Regions from separate parts of the Sus scrofa genome. Here all the other regions are linked to region 3. A link is a contact called in public Hi-C data. All regions are on one chromosome and are shown on one strand. Each heading gives the region's core, a stretch centred on a gene start, on an enhancer-like site or on the middle of the called end of the contact. The rest is flanking DNA. Distances are from core to core; before and after follow the strand shown. Region 1 has its middle 42 kb from the start of GPR88. Region 2 has its middle 30 kb from the start of EXTL2. Region 3 holds the start of VCAM1 (vascular cell adhesion molecule 1).

The links. Hi-C and Micro-C count contacts between places; a contact is called where the count stands out from the background.
Region 1: a contact with region 3 is called in a Hi-C map of liver, with 10 times the contacts expected there. The contact joins the enhancer-like site here to the promoter of VCAM1 in region 3. A contact is called at or near these places in 1 of 5 promoter capture datasets (liver), 9 of 47 Hi-C or Micro-C datasets (brain, fetal heart ventricle, liver and 3 more) and 1 of 2 datasets of contacts at active chromatin or transcription factors (skeletal muscle).
Region 2: a Hi-C map of retroperitoneal adipose tissue shows a contact between it and region 3, with 2.1 times the contacts expected there. The contact joins the enhancer-like site here to the promoter of VCAM1 in region 3. A contact is called at or near these places in 9 of 47 Hi-C or Micro-C datasets (alveolar macrophages, fetal heart ventricle, fibroblasts and 6 more) and 1 of 2 datasets of contacts at active chromatin or transcription factors (skeletal muscle).

What each region holds. Positions count from the first base shown.
Region 1 is chr4:117,579,638-117,584,063 of Sscrofa11.1, reverse strand. No RefSeq gene overlaps it. Among named protein-coding and RNA genes, the nearest start is that of GPR88, 42 kb to the left of the region's middle. Within about 2 kb of position 1,388, at least 4 of the 83 cell types and tissues checked have an H3K27ac peak or open chromatin away from gene starts, as enhancers often do. A contact at or near this core is called in liver, where this site is marked.
Region 2 is chr4:117,425,272-117,429,592 of Sscrofa11.1, reverse strand. No RefSeq gene overlaps it. Among named protein-coding and RNA genes, the nearest start is that of EXTL2, 30 kb to the right of the region's middle. Within about 2 kb of position 2,487, at least 2 of the 83 cell types and tissues checked have an H3K27ac peak or open chromatin away from gene starts, as enhancers often do. A contact at or near this core is called in retroperitoneal adipose tissue, where this site is marked.
Region 3 is chr4:117,507,903-117,512,598 of Sscrofa11.1, reverse strand. VCAM1 (vascular cell adhesion molecule 1) reads left to right here and starts at 1,388. Exons shown (of 8, transcript NM_213891.1): 1 at 1,388-1,548; 2 at 2,101-2,341; 3 at 2,344-2,378; 4 at 4,400-4,696. The coding sequence starts at 1,485.

The DNA of each region.
Region 1 (4,426 bases), core at 139-2,638, 71 kb before region 3:
AGCCTTGCCTGAATTTTCCTGTCTGACCTCTTCATCCATTTCTATTGATTACAGAGGTCAAAAACCCTGGCCAGGAGTTCCCCTTGTGAATCAGAGGGTTATGAGCCCGACTAGTACCCATGAGGATGGGGGCGCGACCCCTGACCTTCCTCCGTGGGTTAAGGATCCAGCCTTGCTGTGAGCTGTGGTGTAGGTCACAGAGGTGGCTCGGATCTGGCGTTGCTGTGGCTCTGGCGTAGGCCAGCAGCGGTAGCTCCGATGCCACCCCTAGCCTGGGAATTTCCTTATGCCATGGGTGCGGCCCTAAAAAAAAAAAAAAAAAAAAAAAAAAAATTATTTTCTACTCATTCTCTATGTTATCCTATTAGGGGAGCAAATTTCTTTACCTCCACAGTCATGGGAGTCACAGAGATCTGAACCAGTCTGTAAACCCCGTGGCTTTACGACAATACCAAATTTTCGCAGTAATTCCTAATTGTGGTAGTAAATACTTGCAGAGCACTTACTGTGGGCCAGGGTCTGTGTTAATCAAATTAATCATAATAACAACTTTACGGAGTACACTGTCAATTCGGTAAACGTCAAAGCAATTTTCTGACATCATGTAACGATTACTGGAAACCTTCGAATCTTAAAGTATTCCTTTCAGATCTTCCTTGGAAATGTTTTAAGGATCTCCGTTTCCCTCTTGTGTCCCAATTTCTCCAAGCAGAAGGAGCGTCATGTTTCTTGTTTTTCAGAGCAGACCTAGTCTTACAATCAGGCGAGACTTTCTTGCTTGTCTCAGCAGCTTTATTGAAAAGCACATCACATTCTACTGGCTGGGAGAAGGAGCTTTGTTCTGTTCTTTTAAAAAATGCACAATCGTGCACTTTATTAAAGCCAAAGTTAAGGAATTCTTTCTTTCTGGGCAGGCGCAAGGCAGGCCATGCCCTGGCAACCACTTTCTGTTACCCCAGGTGTCCTATTGGAGGCCTAGTGTGACCGTAATTGCCCCTTACATGTGCCTGGGGGTCAACGGTGTTGTTTCTTTTTTTTTCCTTTTTAGGGGCCGCACACGCAGCATATGGAAATTCCCAGGCTAGGGGTCAAATCGGAGCTGCAGCCACCAGCCTAGGCCAGAGCCAGAGCCACAGCCACGTGGGATCCGAGCCGTGTCTGTGACCCGCACCCCAGCTCACAGCCACACCGGATCCTCAACCCACTGAGCGAGGTCAGAGATCGAAGCCCTGTCCTCATGGATACCAGTCGGGTTTGTTAACTGCAGAGCCACGACGGGACCTCCCCAGGGATGTGTGTTAATGTCAGCCAGACTCCTCCTCTTCTCCAGAAAGAGGGCAATGCCAGCACCTCCGCTATTAGGACTGCAACCGTTTCCTCATTGAGCACGACCTTGGTTTCCCGTTTTGATAACCCAGGACAGCGTGTTCTCTTTCAGTTCGGCAGAAGTGTTGCTAGGTGGTGGTTGTTAGTCTATTAGATGCTTGTGTCCTTTGGAGGCTTGTTTTTGTATTTATTTCCACCACGAAGATCACGGGTTTTGAAACTGGCCGAAAACATTCACCCTCTGCACCAAGCCCCAGGTCACACTCCGTCTGGTGTCGTGAGAGAGCCTGGAAGCCACATCGTTGTCTCAGTGGTCATTGGCTCTGGGACGGTGCGAGCATCACTCAATCGCTTGGGGCCTTAGTTTCCTCAACGTGAAATCAGGAAATTTAGATACACTGTCCTAATAACAAGAGCTCACGTTGATCGAATGTTTTGCCATAAGCTTTAGAAGATGCTCCTGGTTGACAACAGCTCTGCCAGGCAGGGGCTCTTATTAACCCATTTTACAGATTTGACTGAGCTGGGGAGGCATTAGCTTCTTGGCTCGTTTACTGACCTGCTGTCCATAAACGGTGGAAATAGTGCTTGAGGCCAGGGCATCTGCCTCTTTATTCTCAGAGTGTGACCCACAGACCAGCAGTGTCAGCCACACCTGTGCACTTGTGACCAAGGCACACCCTTAGGCACACTCTGGCTCTTGGGGTGATTTCTAGGCACATACCTGTTGACTCACTTCCCTAGAACCCGTCTTCTCAATCCCCACATTGTGATTTTCTGCATCCAGTGACTTTTTCAGTGTCTGGGACATGGTCCAGTTAACTCTGGTTGGTTATGTGGTGGTTTCCCTGTCCCCCTGCTTTGTGCACCCCCATCCCTCGGGCAGCTGGGTGCCTGATGCGGGTGTCCCACGCCCAGAGAAGAAGCAGTCGACGGCCTGCAAAGAGTGTATTTTTCTCTTGTGACTGCCAGGATCCCATGGCTCTTGCACCACCAAGGTCAATGCATATTGAAGTTTTGCTGTTGCCAGAAATCGCTCTATTCCACAATGGAAAAAAAAAAAATACCCAACCCACTGGAAATTCTTCCCAGTATGAGAACATATGCCTGTTACATGCATAAACTTCCCCTCATTCCTATTAGAGGGCCTCTGATAAACATTATCAGTTCTAGGAGACTTCAAGGCGTTTGGTTATGTGAATTAAGCAGAGAACCCTGCATGCTTTCCTTTCTGGTGGACAAAAATCGAGTTATGTTTATAACTACCAAAGATAACAGATACTGTAAATACAACAATTTCATGTATAGCCAGATTGCTATTTAAACCTTAAAGGGCCTTTAAAAATTCTTTTGGGGGCAAAAATGGAATTTTAGTTTTTTCTAATCGATCCTAGTCACCATTAGACACCATGTCACCCCGATGTTGCTGTTGTTGTTTCTCCTTAAGAGTCTGAATTCTTTCCACTTAGCCACAAATAGTGGAAGGGATGATATTAAGTGTTGCCCTTATAGAGTGTTCAGACTCTAAAGAGAAAGGGAATTCCAGCGGGAAAGAGAAAAGGTATGTTTATGGATGTCTTTGAAAAAGTTTTTAAAAAGTCCTATTAGAAAAATTCAGAAACCATACTCAGATACAAGAGGAAAACAAGGATCATTCACGCTCTTACAATTCAGCACTGATAGCATTTTAGTGTATCTATTTTTCTAGACTTCTTTGGCCTGCATAGACATTTGCACGCTAGCTCGATATTTTACCCCAGATTAGGTCTTATTTCGTACACGGTTTTATAAATGCAGTCGTGGTTTCCCTTTGTGTCAACACACGGAGATGGGCATGTGATTTTTCTTGCCGGAAAGAATTCTTAGCTCCAGTAGTTCCGGGGTGTTGGCTCCTGTGTCATGTTTGCTTGAGACAGATCCAGTGTCACCTGTTCAGAACGTAAGGCAGTAACTGTGATGTGCCTCTTACAGCTGGTCCCTTCCAAAATCAAATAAAATGACTAATGTGAAGGTTCCAAATCACTCATTCCACTGTCAAAGGCTTGCTTGCTGTCTGTATTTTAAATGTACATGTACCAGGCAGTGCTGCTTTAGAAAGTTCAACTTTAAGACACATTTTTCTGTGATTAATAGCTCCCTGTCCTTACCCATACAAAAATTCCAAAGTAGAGTTTGACTTCATTTCTTTTGTTCTTTTTTTTCAGGGAATTTCTGCCCTAGGGAAAACACTTTTAGGGAGATTCCAAGGATCAAATTCAGGCCATTTGAACCATGTCTTAACTGTTTAGTTTTTGGAAATACTTAGGGATAGAAATTTTACTGTAAATCTAAAAGGATCTAGATTTAGCTTGGGAGGGCTAAATCTACATACATGCATAAGCTTGGGAAAAAAATAGTTGAATTCAGTGAAACACCTCGTGATGAACTAGTTACTACCTAGATGCGTTTTGCTGCAATTTTTTCAAGCTGATTTTTTATGGGAGGCGAAAACAGATTCTTTTTTGGTGGTAGGTTTTTCTGATTTTCAAACACAAAGGTTTTTACAAACACGAATGTTTTGCTAAGAGATGTTTAAAGACATGCCAATTCAACTAATTCAAGGACAGAATAATCTGTCTGAATCTGATGACAGTGTTAAATTCTTTATTTTGGTGAAGTGTATTAATTGAAGAACCCACAGTGCAGGTGCTCATGAAGGAAAGTCACCCCTTTCTGATTATAATATGCAAGAAATAACGTGTAATAGAATGGGACTTGGGGAACATAAGAACAAACAAATTCTTCCTTTTTTTTTTTTTTTTTTGGCTGCTCCTGTGGCACATGGGTGTTCCCAGGCAAGGGATGGAACCCTCTCCACAGTGACAGTGCTGAATCCTTAACTGCTAGGCCGTCAGGGAACTCCTAGAACAAATTTTTGAAAGTGCACTGAGTTGCCCCCAAGTATTTGTGCAACTTTAAGAATAAGTAATTTTTTCTTACCTGATCAGAATTCCTCTACCACCTCTCCCTACGCACATATAAGGTCCAAATGAGGCCAGTGGGACTGAGTGGCCTGCCTGAGATCACTCTCCACGCCACATGGAGAATGCTGCTCCCTCTG
Region 2 (4,321 bases), core at 1,238-3,737, 84 kb after region 3:
GTCCTTACAGGAAAGGAGACAATTTGCCCCCCCCCCCGGGGGTGGGGGGGGGAGACCCCTAGGGAAGATCAGGGAGAAGACGGCCACCTGCAAGCCAAGGAGAGAGGCTTCAGAACAAAGAGCTCTGCCAACACCTCGATCTCCGGTCTCCAGCCTCTGGAACGGTGATAAATATACGTTGTTCAAGCCACCCTGCTTGTGTGGTACTTTGTTAGGACAAACCGGTCCTGTGCCATGGGGGCGCGAAGTGTGCGCATGGGAAGGAAAGAATCTGAGTGTGGGTGCAAGCAGGGTGAGCTCTTGGAGTCCAGCTGAGGAGGGCGAGCTCCGCGGGGAGGGTCTCAGGAACACTAGGAAGCACAGGCCAGCTGAAAAGGTGATAGATTCGCCTTGCAGAGAGAGAGCTCTGGCGGAACCATAATGATTAGCGTTTAGGCGGCCAATCCCAGAGACCCACGGAGCAACACGAAGGCATACGGCTTTGGAGTCCCACAGACGATCCTGGCTCTGCCTTTAAAAGCCGGGTGACCGTCAGCAAGTTCTTCCTCCTCCTTTGCTTCTATTTCCTCATTTGTAATGTTTGACGTAGTAATTCTTACCCTGCGGGGTGATATGAGGATTAAATCAAATCGTGTGTATAAGACAACTGGCCTAGTACCTAACACATTATAAGCAACGAATGGTTGGGAGCTATTAAAATATGTAAGGCCGTAGGGAGTTCCTGTCGGGGCTCGGCAGTAACCCGACTAGTTCGATCCCTGGCAGTGAGCGCTGGGGTAGGTCTCAGACTGGCTTGGATCCCACGTTGCTGTGGCTGTGACATAGGCTGGTGGCTAGCGCTCCAATTGGACCCCTAACCTGGGAAGTTCCCTACGCCGTAGGTGCAGCCCTAAAAGAAAAAGACAAATATATATACATACATACATATATATGTATAAATGTATGTATATCTAAGACACTAATAGTAGGACTGGCAAAAAGGGGCAAGCTTGAGCGATCTTATAAATACCCTGGAAATTTGGCAGTTATTATTATTATTTTTTTAATGTGAAACGAAATTTTGTTTCTTTACTGAAGATATATCTACAAAGCAATTCTTCTCAGTCCACACTGGCTGCGTGTGACACGCAGAGCCTGTGACGGGCTGGCGAGAGGCGCATCCCAGAGGACCTGCTTTCCCTAAGAAATGGTTAGTATAAAAAAAAATACCACACTGTGTAACAGAATTAATGTGACATGATTACATTTTGCTCTGCTGGGGCCGTAAGATGACAGCCAGGTACAGTCCGTTTGCCGTGCATTTCCCCAATAGAGCCTTGGTATTTAATGGTTACTCTGCCGCTGCCGCAGCCTAATGTTAACTTTTGTACACATATAATGCTCGTGATCTATGAAATATCTCTAATTGCATATCAGAGGATGTATGTCTAGATTTTCAGTCTGTTTGCATAATTGAGTCCATTCTTCACCATTTACATTGAAAATTCAAACACAGCTGGTATTGCCTGACAATCCCCACTCCCACATCTTTGACTGGATATTCCTTAGAGGGTAACAGCTTAATCTCCTCTAAACCTGGTAGTTGCCTCGCCTGAAACGAATGGTCAAATTTTTTTTTTCTCCCCTCTTGGAACCACACTGACATAGCTTTATACTGACTCCTCTTCTACCACTTCTTTCAGGGACAGAAACAAAACCAAAAGAAATCCCTCTCCAGCTGAAGGTTTTGAATGATTTGGTGAGTGGAGTGCCAACACAAAGAAATATCTGGTTTCTCCCATTCTAAGAACTCCCCCCCCCCCCCACTTTTTAGAGCCACATTGCGGCATATGGAGGTTCCCAGGCTAGGGCTCCAATTGGAGTTACAGCTGCCAGCCTACACCAGAGCCACAGCAGCATCAGATCAGAGCCATGTCTGAGAACTAGACGACAGATCACAGCAACGCCAGATCCTTAACCCACTGAGGCCGGGGATCGAACCCGCAACCTCATGGTTCCTAGTCGGATTCATTTCCGTTATGCCATGACGGGAACTCCCCTAAGAACTTTTGATTATAGTCAAAAACCTTTTCAAATAAGAGACCTCTAGTGGAGAGAGAGCTCACTGATTTGACTTTAAAATATATGTGACCTTATATTTTCACCTGCAGACTTCTTTAAGGAATGATTTTTGAACCGAAGAGAAAAAGTTTCAGGACTAATAATAGAAAAAGAATCTCTCCTTTTAAAAAAAACTCTTCCTTAAAGATGACATATAACCTCGGTGTTTTAAATCCTCTCTTTATAACGTCAACGATGCTCTACTCTTTCCTGGCTGGCTCTTTAGTGTTCCATAGTAAGACCATGAGCATGCCTGTTAGCGGCTAGTCTTAACGTTTTATTTTCTAAAAGTCTATCATGGGTTGAGGGGTGGTGGGAGATACCCTTCCCGGCACAGTCCCTTTGGTTTGAGAAGAGTAGGAAAGCACTGCTGCTGGGAAGAACAAGGCAGAGTTTTATGAACAATTCCATTCCTGGGATGGCCTCCAGCCTGATGACTCCCAGAGCTTTGGCAGTTATTTTTGTGTTTGGGGGCAAAAGGGAAGACGAAGAAATCAAAAAGAGCTTCCAGAATTTTGATGTGGGAAACTTTGGATTGTGGTGTCATTCAGATGGGGAATACAAGAGAAGCAGCAGAGGGGGAAGAGGTTAGATTTAATTTGGGATATATTGAATTTGAGGGATTCCTGGTATGTTTATGAAGAGTTGTGGTGTAGATGGTTAAATATAGGGACCTAGCTGGGCTAGAGATAATAGATGAGATTGATGAGATTAACCAGAGAAAGTACACAGGGTGAGGAGAGAAGTATCGGGGAAGTAGAACTCCAGGGACCCATCCGCAGGCAGAAGAGGAAATAGGAAGGGAGGCTCAAAAGAAGCCAAAGAGAAAGAGGCCAAGGGAGGAAAGAAGTTTTTTTTTTCTTTTTTTTTTTTCTTTTTGCCATTTCTTGGGCTGCTCCCGCAGCCCATGGAGGTTCCCAGGCTAGGGGTCAAATCAGAGCTGTAGCCATTGGCCACAGCCACAGCCACAGCAATGCGGGATCCGAGCCGCGTCTGCGACCTACACCACAGCTCACGGCAACGCCTGATCCTTAACCCACTGAGCAAGGGCAGGGATCGAACCCACAACCTCATGGTTCCTAGTCGGATTTGTTAACCCCTGAGCCACGACGGGAACTCCGGAAAGACGTTTTAAAAGAGAGGAGTCATAGCACAAAAGCCAAAGAGGAATCAAATAAGGTAAGGACAGAGGTCCCCTCATTGGACAATGTCCTGCCTGGTCACCAGGCTCGACCGGGGGAAGGATGGTTTCCTGGAGTGACAGGGGTACAGACCTACCACCATAAGTGGTAAGGAATGAATGAGAGGCGAGGAAGTGAACACTCTGAGCTTTCGGAAGGAAGAGAGAGAAAAGACCACCTGTCAAGAACCTTCCTTTGCTCCCTCTTCCTTCCCAATTCCTTAATTTCCACCAGCCTCACTTCCCCGTCATCTGGCAGGTCTTAACCTTGGGTTCATAGACCCTTCAAGTGGTTCATGAATAGAATTTAAGGGGCCTATGTATTTAGAAAGGAGAAAAAAGTACAGCTTTAATTTTACTGGCCCGAAATTTAGCATTTTCAACACCTATGAATGTAGGCAAAACCCACAAAAGATTAGCAGTACCTGTGACTGTCAAAAATATATTTTCATATCATATTACAGTTGTCACAGTTCTCAAAATATCATTTATACTCATCGCTTTTATGAAATTATAGTAGTTATCAAACCTACTGCTAAATCTTAATAATAAATTGTTTGAACATATTGTTCAATAAATTGTTTGAACATATTAGTTTAAGGTATTTAGTTTTATTTGTAATCTTATGCATTTTATTTTACGTTTTTTAAAAAAGCTTTTCTGGGAGGTCCTGTCATGGCTCAGCAATAACAAACATGACTAGTATCCATGGGATGCGGGTTACATCCCTGGCCTTGCTCAGTGGGTTAAGGATCCTGTGTTGCTGTGGCTGTGGCTGTTCAGATCTGATTCGACCCCTAGCCTGGTCACTTCTATATACCATGGGTGCAGCCCTAAAAAGACAAAAAAAAAAAAAAGCTTCTCTAAGACAAGATCCATAGGCTTCCCCAGATGTCAAAGAATCTTTGGGACAGAAAGGTTAAGACTTCCTGCTAGTCCATTACAAAAGGCTGTACCTACTCCATTATCCCTGATTTTTATTTCTATATGCTGCTGCCCTTATTTCAATAAGACACAATTGTCCCAAATATTCCTCCAGCA
Region 3 (4,696 bases), core at 139-2,638:
GTTTGGAGTCATCTACCATCCTCATCATTATCTTCTGGACACCCTCTGCTTTGTCAGTCTCTCTCACAAGGACTATAACCTTGAATCAGACACTTCTGTTCCCAACATCCCAATATGGTCTTGGAGACCATGGCCTCAGATGATGAGAAGGTAGAAAGCTGTGAGTGCACTTGGAGCTTATCAATACCTCTTTAAAATTCTTTTTGGCTGTGCCCATGGCATGCAGAAGTTCCTGGGCCAAGGATTGAACCTGTGCCTCCGCGAAGTGTAAAACCATGCATTACATATTGAGAAGGCAGAGGCGGATACAATGAGGAACAGGAACTTGTCTGGGACCATGACAGGAATGGATGATCCAATGGGGGAGGAAGAACTGCACATGTAGACTATAAGGAAGTGGCTATTCCGGTTTCTATTTGATGGCCAAGCATTTTGCAAAGACTTGAGCATGTGTGCACAAGGCGAAAACAGCCATTTAAAAATACCTTTTAAAAGTCATTTCCTAGGAGGGGAAAAAGAGCATGCAGTTGTTGTCAGCATCCCCCCATACCAAACCCAAAGTATTGTTCGTATTTTAACTGTGTTTGTGAGTAAGTCTCACAGAGTCCAAGAGATTTACCACCTGAGATGAATTCCATATATTTGAATCTAAGTCTGCAAAAGACTTCCAATTACCTAGCTAGCCACTGAATCAAAGAATCGGTAACTTTTCTAAAACAAAAGAGAAAAATGACCTCTCTTGTTTTGGTAGCATTTCTTTACTTCCTTCCTCTGCTCAAGATCATCATTTCAGAAAGTTGGTATTTGTTGTCAAAAGAACGATTTTTGTGAATTAAAAGTAAAAAGCCATGCTGTCTCCCTTAGAAAAAAAAAAAACAAAAAACAAAAAAACAACTCATCAAAAGAAGGGATCTCTTCCCTTTTCTTGCAAGAGAACATTTAATCTCTGTTGTAGGATTGCAAATATATCTTCATAATGGAGAACAATCATTCAAATGATATGGTACTGTTCAGCCTCTTCCAACACTCGAGTGTAAGTTTCTATTTCTTTCTCTCTCTTTCCCCTCATTGGATTCAGAAAGCCTCATTCTGCAGCAAGCATTACTTCATATCTTTCTTGCAAAGATATGCTTTGGGAAGGAAAATCAGGAAAAGATTGAATTTTATAGACTTGGGAGTGTTTTTTCTTTTTCTGGGACAGAGACAGGAGTTTCAGTACTGAGAGCAAAGGAAGGGGTTAATACTGGCCTTGGCTGGCTGTCAGTTAAACTTTTTTTCTGGCTCTGTCCGGGTTTCCCCTTGAAGGGATTTCCCTCCGCCTCTGCGCTTCTGCAACAAGACCCTTTATAAAGAGCAGACTTTCTATTTCATTCCTCACTGAACCTCACTGGCTTTTGGAGCTCAAGACTCTTCCTGAGCACTTTCAGGGAGGACACAAAGAAGGGTTTTGGAACCATTGTTTCCTCGTCACACAGCAACTTAAAATGCCGAGGAATATCGTCGTGATCTTTGGAGCCTCAAATATACTTTGGATGGTGTTTGCCGTTTGTAAGTTCTCCTTGATCTGTTCCAAATGCTAGCATTGCATTTTAGCCCTGATTTTGGCTTCGGTCAGTTTTGCTATGGTGGTGAAGAAAGGCACTAGGGTTTTTAAAGAGCAAGAGGACTTAATTTAACCTAACTTTCACTGTGCCACTGAGTATTGCTATCTACTGGTTCACTGTCATAGTTGAAGCTGCAAAGTTGATGCTTTTTGTAACCTTTTTTTTTCCATGTCAAATGAGTGAGTAATTGGAGTCCATCTCTAGGAAGGTCTATCTCTTTAGTTTCCTGTACTCGATAATGACATTGGACTTGGCTAGTGACAAAACAACTCTGAGCAATGGGTATCGAGGTCAGAAGTGAGAGTTCTCTTAAGTGAAGGTGATTTCAACACCTTCTTTTGGCAGCAGCTCCAATGCTGCCTTGTGTTGGTCCAAAGCAGTTTTAGGAAGGCGATCAGCCAGGTTGTATTTTGAGTGTTCTACTGGAACAGAGAAGAAGCAATAGGACCGTAAACAAACCCGTGGTACGTTTGGGTTTCTCTTTTTGCCTCTGCAGCTCAAAATGTTAAAGTCGAGATCTTCCCTGAAGACAAAATGATTGCGCAGATTGGTGACTCCGCTTCCCTGACTTGCAGCGCACCGGACTGCGAGTCCTCCCTGTCTTTCTCTTGGAGAACTCAGATAGACAGTCCTCTGAATGGAAAAGTGAAAACTAACGGGACCAGATCCACGCTGGTCATGAATCCCGTTAGTTTTGAGAATGAACACTCCTATCTGTGCACAGTCTCCTGCGGGAATTGAAAGGGGAAAGAGGAATCCAAGTGGAGATCTACTGTGAGTACTTTAGAGATTATTTGATTTTCTCCCCATTTTGCTTTAAAATACGTTTTTTTTTTTTTTTTTAAAGTAAGGTTTTAAAAGAATAACAATTAAGTATGGTATTCATGTCCAGATTCTTGGTTAGAGGACAAAGTGCACCGAGAAAGCGAGTGAATCTTGCACTAGACCAGAAACCCAAATCTTGGCTTCTGTTTCCAACTCTGCCATAAACATGGTGGCCAACTGTAAGACTCAACCTCCCTGGGCTTCAGTTTTCTTAGCCATAAAATGACGTTCTTCAAGGTTCTTTTTATTTTATCAAAATTTTTTCTAGAGCTCCCCTGGTGGTGCAGTGGAAACAAATCTGACTAATATCCATGAGGACGCAGGTTCGATCCCTGGCCTTGCTCAGTGGGTTAAGGATCCGGTGTTGCTGTGAGCTGTGCTGTAGGCCGGTGTCTATAGCTCTGATTCAGCCCTAGCCTGGGAACTTCCATATGCCATGAATGCAGCCCTAAAAATAAAAAAAAAAAAATTCTATTTGATTATTTCTATATTTTGTTAAATGGCGTCACCCAAGGCATATGGAAGTTCCTGGGCCAGTGATTGAATCCAAATCTTTTAGCCCTCGCCACAGAGGATCAAACCTGCACCTCTACAGTAAGCCAAACCGCCACATATGGATTCTTAACCCACTGTGCCACAGTAGAAACTGTGGATTATATCTTTACATATTACTTGTCCGTGTGTCTAAATGAGTCATGAATCCCATCCTTCAGGGATTTTCCATTTATCTATTCTTATGCAATTTGGTGCTTAAAATGAGTCTAAAGATTAAGCAAGAGGTCTAAATTAATGAGCTTCTGTACAAGCATTTTCCCATTAGACAGAAGGAAAATATCTGCAAATAGTTCCCTCATTTGACTTTGGCAGAGATGAATTTAGGAAGTTTTGTTTTTTGTGTTTTTTTGTGCCATTAAATCTTAAGGCTCAACCACTCAACCTCAAGGATCTTTGTATAATGAACTAGATTTGCTTTGTGAATGTGAATGAATAAATACCCCTAGTTTACCAGCCTACCAACATGTATCCCAAACCATTCTCATTCCAGCAAAGAAAGGCAGCAGGAGGAGTGAAAAAAAACAACCTGAAATAAATCACTGCTCTTTCAAAAAAAACCTGGAATCCTTTATAGCCATCTCTTCATGAAAACCTCAATTGATTGTCTTTTATAACTTTGTTGCTTTGCTTCTGCTGTAGGAGCCCAACTTTGTTCACTAACTTTCACTGATTCTTCAACAAGCTCATATGCTGCTAATGCTTCCCAAGAAATTGTGCCTGGCCGACTGCTTTCAATTATGCTGGTTGAACATGCATAGTTTATGTCTGTGTAGCCTCCTGAGCTCCTTGAAAGGCCCCCTTATGTAAATACAAGGGAAAGTAGAGAGTTCTTATAATACCTGACGGCAAACTATGTGGGTCATAGGTGCATTTCTTACAGAATATAAGGGAGAGAATTATTGGTGGAAAAATGAAAAACTCTCTCTGTCTTCACATGGCAAAACATTTCCAGTTCCTTTGCCTCTCCTCACAAGTACCAAATAGTTGAAGATTTAAAAAAGATAAATGAAGACCCTTCTGGCTTTAAATATCTTGCCAAAAATTTTTTTTTCGAGAATATCTGTCTTTCATTATGTTTCACAGTCCCTTCTCCATTCCATATTTGATTGTAATATTCTTTAGAGTTGAGACCTTTGTATTCTTCTTAGTTCACAGTCTTGAATCAAGCCAACATGTTACCACTGTGAAGATTTGCAGTGAAAAGTAGCCTTGCGAAGACTGAACTAGTGGGTTCCCTAACACTAAAAAGTGCAAGTGGAGTATCAGTTAGGACACTGAATTAGGCATTTGGGGAGGCAGTGTTAAGACTGTAGTTACAAGAATAATAGATTTAGTTCACATTGCATTAAATTGGTGAGGGACATTGTACAACATGAACAAAAAGTCCACTTGTATATATTCATTTGACTTTGCAGCTTTCCCCAAGGACCCAGAGATTCACTGGAGTAGCCTTCCAGAAGTTGGGAAGCCAGTTACAGTCAGGTGTCTGGTGCCTGACGTTTACCCGGTTGAAAAGTTGGAGATAGAATTACTGAAGGACAACCATTCCATGGTGTCCCAGAACTTTCTGGAGCTTATAGACATAAAGTCCAAGGAAACGAAGAGTTTGGAATTTACCTTTACTCCTACCGAAGAGGATATTGGGAAAGCTATTGTTTGTCAAGCTACATTAATCATTGATGGTCAGCCCTCAGTAAAGACAACACCAGAAA